Linked DNA regions of Mus musculus: region 2 is linked to region 1. Evidence: chromatin contacts called from public HiChIP or PLAC-seq data. All regions are on one chromosome and are shown on one strand. Each heading gives the region's core, a stretch centred on a gene start, on an enhancer-like site or on the middle of the called end of the contact. The rest is flanking DNA. Distances are from core to core; before and after follow the strand shown.

Region 1 (2,700 bases), core at 4-2,503:
GGAAACAAGCAGAAGGTCGGCCAGAGCTCCTGTAAGTAGTGTTGTTGCTGCAGCTGCACTTTGTTTTGGAATATGGTCTTTTTTCTGAAATTCCTGGTGCTTTAGTTTATTTTGGGTATTGTCTACATATGATTGAGAGAAAACTCAATTTTGGACCTATAAATAAATAAGATCAGCACTTTTCTTTTACTGTAATACAATGACCATACTTCCTTCCTACTAAGTGCTTCCTGAAAGAAATGAAACTATTAATAAAGTCTTCATAAGAATGTTGTCTGAAACAGAAAGTTCAACTTTGTTATAGGTAGTATAAATAAGGTTTTAGATGCATATGAGATGCTATACTTTCTGAAAATGAAAGACTTCTTGATTGGGAAATCTGGAGGCCTGCACTCTAATGTAACTTTCAGCTTTATTTCCTCTACAAAATCTGATTTACTTAGTTTCCTCCTTGCCCAGCGTTCTACACTCATTACCTTTTTACTGAGCAGTTGGAGATATAGACTAATAAAGTAAAAATTAATGCATCAAAATTTGTTCTCATGTAGCTGACTTTACTCTAAAGGCTGGAAAGCAGTATGATTGAATGAGTTCAAAGCAGGATACATTTTAAAGGAAGAAAAATACTATCTTATGTATGCTGGCATGACTTACTGAAAAACAAGCTTTTCTTGGTTTTCTTTCTTTTCAGAGAGTTAAACCGTGCTAAATGTTCCTCATCATTGAAAAAATTGAAAAAGAAGTCAGAGGAATTGTCATGTTCCAAGGAGAATTGCCCATCTTTGGTTACAAAGATGAATTTTCATAAAACTAATCTGAAAGGTACCCCAAGTATCTGAACTAACTCATATTAAGTACTTTCTGTCCTTGTAGTCAGTATTTGGAAATCTCACACATTTGCCCTAATGAATGTTTAAACTTAAATATTGAACTAAGTCCAGGAAATAGTTTAATGGATAATGTAATATTTTCTTGAACTCTTCTGTATACAGAAGAAGTGGTCATTTAGTAGCTGATGTAATAGACTAGCCCTGCCTTTCTCACCCTGCCTTTCCAGATGCTGTGAGCTCCCTGAGCCCATTCCAGACCTGCCCTTCTTACTTTGCAATTCCACATCAACCTGTGCTGCTTAGAATCAGTGTCTTCTGATTTGAAAGTATAATTCATTCTTCATCTCTTTTCAGTCATAGACATTTTGTGAACAAAGAATGAGGAGTAGGCTATGTTACATAGCTGTGTTAAGCATATGGGCTCCTTTCTTCTAGGCACTGAGCCCAGACAGAAATGTGTTTGGCTTTTGGTTCTAACTGTACAGCAGCCTAAGTACCTAATGGATTGTATTCCAAGAATAGTGCTGTAATAATTTTCTCTCGCACCCCTTTTACTTAGATGTCTTGTAACCTGAAAATATGTTATCTACAAGGGAGCTCTACTTGGATAAACTAAATTGCTAGGTTTATAAGTTATTCTGTTTATAGAATATATCATATGTATTAACTCATGCTATGGATTAGCTCATGAAAACAGTGACAGCAAAGCTTTTATAATTGTTCCATGGGATAGACATTTATATTATGAGCCCATGAAGCTCAAAATATGAAGACTATTCGATGACAATTCAGATATTCACTTCAAAGATCAGTGTCTCTTTTCTTCGTTTTATTGTTCAGAAGTAAAATGAATATGAATGAATTTAGGCTGAATAGCAGGAGTTGGGAGAGAAAGAAAATTGAGAAATGGGGGAGAACTTTGCATGTAGAATAAATGTTTAGTAGAAGTTGCAGAGATACTCTGTAAAATTGAGTAGTATAAAAATGTGCTACCAGTATTTTATATAACAGGAACAAATAATGCCCATGATGCATTTTGTTTCCTATGTAGTCATTGGTAAGTATTTAGCCATTTTCCTTAGTGTCAAATTATGTCTTATATTTTATTAATCTTAGTTCAAGCAGCAGTTGGAAATTTTGACCAACAGCAATTTATTGCAGTCCTCCATCAAAAACTGTGCCATTCTATGTGCTGCTGCTGTTCAGCTTTAAATGGTACTTAGGGACTCTTCAGCGTGTGTGTGTGTGTGTGTGTGTGTGTGTGTGTGTGTGTGTGTGTGTGTGTGTGTGTGTGTGTGGTGTTTATATTAAGATTCTTACATTTCTCCCTCCGTGCGGCTGTAGCCAAGCCAGACAGCCTATTGAGAAGCAGCAAGCCATCTGTTAATGGATTTGAAGTTCTGAATTGTACTTGAGTATGTAGAGGCACTCGTGCTTAGCTAGAAACATTCATTTGAATTAAGCTATAAATGCTGTATAAGAAAGAGCTATACATTTTAGCGTAGATTCATGAATAAATTTAAGAGAGGGCAGTTGCACTTTAAAACTTTTATTGCTACAAACCAAGTATTTCTGGTGTTGTCTGGTCATCTGGGGTTTGTCTAGCAGGACTGAAGCTTTAACCTTGAACTGGGAGAGACAATGGCTGTGTAGAGCTTCCCTTGTAGAATCATTGCGGAGCTGCTGACAGAGCAGAAGCTCTGGGCTACTGGGCTTCCTCCCACCCCACCTCTCCTTCTTCCTTTTCTTGTTTTTAATTCAAGAGATGTTTAAACCAGTCTGGCATGGGTCCAGACCTTCTAGTTCATGGCCTTTGTTATTTTCTTTAGTTGATATCTTGTCTTCTCTGGAATAATCTATTAATTTTTTA
Region 2 (2,700 bases), core at 82-2,581, 350 kb before region 1:
TGCTTTCTTTTATAAAGGGTACAAATCAAAATTTTAAGGAGGGTTTCGCCTTAATTTATACATACCAATCAATACATACAGATACTAGCAGAGACTCCACATTTTAAAAAATGCACAAATACTTATTACATTTTATATATTTCTAGCTAAATAAAATTTAAAGACAAAATCAGATTTTGTATTCGTCTCAAAGTAAACATAATACTTGATTACTGTACACTTGGACAAAATTGTGTGTTAGGATGCATTAGGATCCTTTGTTACTTGAGACATCACTCTTGAAGTGTTGATTATCTTTAAATACTATGACTTATGAGGTGGTACATAGTAATAGAAAGGGTATGTATAAAATATCATGTAAATAAGAACTATCAAGAGAACAAATTAAATTACAGCCTGAGCTAACAGTGATAGCTCCATTTTAAGTTAGAGAGGAGAAGAAGCTACTAGGAAGAAACTGACTTCTCTTCCCAGCCCTTTGAGAAAAACCTGTACTGGCAAAATGCCAGCTAGATTCACGGAGCATGTTGAAGATCGAGAATATTTTTTTAAAAGTATCAGATGCCATACTTTTACGGAAGGAATGCTAGTGAGATGTCTTGTCATGTAATTTTATACAAATGCATTAAGTATCATAAAAAGTGGATACAGTGATCTTTTGTGTTATTGATTTTTAATCAATACTTTCTCAGACATGACAGGCTGCCCAGATTTTTAAGTCCGAGAGTATTTTCTGTTTTTAACCTTGGCTCTGTTCTTATGAAACAATGTTTTGGCAAAGTCGGCAATTCCTTAAATGAAGATTATTTTCCCCCTGCCCCTTCTAGGTATCAGGAGACCATTTTTAATTCACTCACCAGGGAAACTCTCAGCGGGACTGGTGTATCGGTAACATAGGAGCCAATATTCTAGCTATCAGTTTTCATCCAGCCTAGCTGGACCTTTACATTACGGCTGCCCCACATTTATTGTTCTTTCACTGCATCTGTCAGCATTTCCTGACAGCACATTACAGAGCACATGGCTACAAAGTCAGTATCAATCAGTCCAAGATCATGCAGATATAAGTAGCCGACTATTGATAATGGGTCTTAAATCAGATCATCACGGCTTAAGCATAAGATTCTTAAAAGACAAGGATCCTAGGGGAACTTCTAGTTGCCTGCACCTGTTAGAAACCCCAGAAAATGGCTTTCCTACTACGTAGCACCTACAATTGCAAAAGAAGAAAAACGTGAATGTGATGAGCACAGACAGACACCCAGTGTAACACACTGCACTCTGTAAAATGAAGCATGGGAGCAAAGGTAGCAAGCAACACAGCTTAGCCGTATCCAAAAAACATAACATCCAAAATCTCCCTTCTCACTAATGAAGCAGCCTCCCGGGGACTGTGTACACCTCACGTGGATAACAGTGGTTGTGTTGTGTTTTGGCGATGTCTACTTCGAAAGCATTTCAACTAGATATGGCCTTTTAACAAGAAAAGTGAGAGAAATCAGAGTTTAGAGGGGTGCTATACCAAACTCCAGGCACGATGTTAAAAAAACAAAGGCATCTAATTTCTGTCCGACATTAATAATAAAACAAAACAGGAGATGCGTGCAAATTTAGTAACATAAAATTTAAGGTAATAAACAGAGTTGGGGCTGGCTTCTTGTTTAGTATTCCTTAGTTATCACCATAATTGCTGCATGTCTATCATTACTAGCAAAAGAAAAAAGTGTCTTTCTCAGCTGCTCCATGCTTGTTTTGTTCGCTGTATTCTTGTAAAGTGGGAGAAAATAAGTGTCATTTAATGAATAGTGCTATTCTTTGTCTGACAGCTTCATATCTGTTAGGTGTAGGAGGCCCTACTACTTTCTTTCTCTGATAATGTTTTTGACAGTGTGCTAAATTCCTCCCCCAAAAGGCCGGCGTGTATATTCTGCTAAAAGGGGCTTCATCTCTCCTGAATGGGTGCCCTCTTTTAACCCCCTTCAGCTTCTGTTCTTACATTAATTGAGCTGATCAGATTGAGCATATGAATTTGTCTTTGATGTATTCGTATGTTTAGTTGACGTTGCTCTCTCTCTCATTGGCAGCGGACAGAGCTCTCAGACAAATAGGACTGTTACCATGGTAACAGGCAATAGCTAGGGATCTCTTGAAAAATATTTTTATTTCAAAATTCAAACTGGAAAATTCTCACTGGATATGGTTCTCAGTTCTAAACGTGTCATATCTAATGATGAATGCAATTAGGAATCCCACCAGTGTTTTAAATAATAAATTAGCCTAATTTTCTAGGCCTGGCATGATGACATACAAATACTAAAAAGGCGTCTTCTTTTTAAATCTATAACAAAGGACTTATTAATGACTTTTGTTCTTAGGATTTCAAATTAAAATGGATGGTAGGCTAATGATAGTGGCTTTGTATCTGCTAAAACCAAAGGCCTAGAGGTAAACTTTATTATTTTTTTTAAAGAAAATACTTCAAGCTGCTGTGATTTGTGGTTATTTCATTTTTTAAAAAGCAGGTGTAGAAACCCTTCTATAAATGTGTAATGCTACAGCAGTTGGTAAATCTCTGTGGATAAAAATGCCCATAGCCATATTTAATTACTGAGCTCGTGTGAGAGGGATGGCTGGTGAACATAACTGTTTTATTCCACTACTATCTCAGAGCTCTGTGGCGTTCAAGCCTTGACTAAGCCA

Evidence for each region. HiChIP or PLAC-seq counts read pairs in DNA pulled down with a chosen protein or histone mark.
Region 2: a contact with region 1 is called in an H3K4me3 HiChIP or PLAC-seq map of embryonic forebrain, with 5 times the contacts expected there. The contact joins two enhancer-like sites.

What each region holds. Positions count from the first base shown.
Region 1 is chr13:77,047,209-77,049,908 of GRCm38.p6, reverse strand. It overlaps Slf1 (SMC5-SMC6 complex localization factor 1), which reads left to right. Exons shown (of 21, transcript NM_134071.3): 17 at 1-31; 18 at 692-822. Among named protein-coding and RNA genes, the nearest start is that of Slf1, 87 kb to the left of the region's middle. Within about 2 kb of position 1,253, at least 30 of the 459 cell types and tissues checked have an H3K27ac peak or open chromatin away from gene starts, as enhancers often do. A contact at or near this core is called in embryonic forebrain, where this site is marked.
Region 2 is chr13:77,396,477-77,399,176 of GRCm38.p6, reverse strand. All of the region lies in intron 19 of 2210408I21Rik (RIKEN cDNA 2210408I21 gene), which reads right to left. Among named protein-coding and RNA genes, the nearest start is that of 2210408I21Rik, 260 kb to the right of the region's middle. Within about 2 kb of position 1,331, at least 31 of the 459 cell types and tissues checked have an H3K27ac peak or open chromatin away from gene starts, as enhancers often do. A contact at or near this core is called in embryonic forebrain, where this site is marked.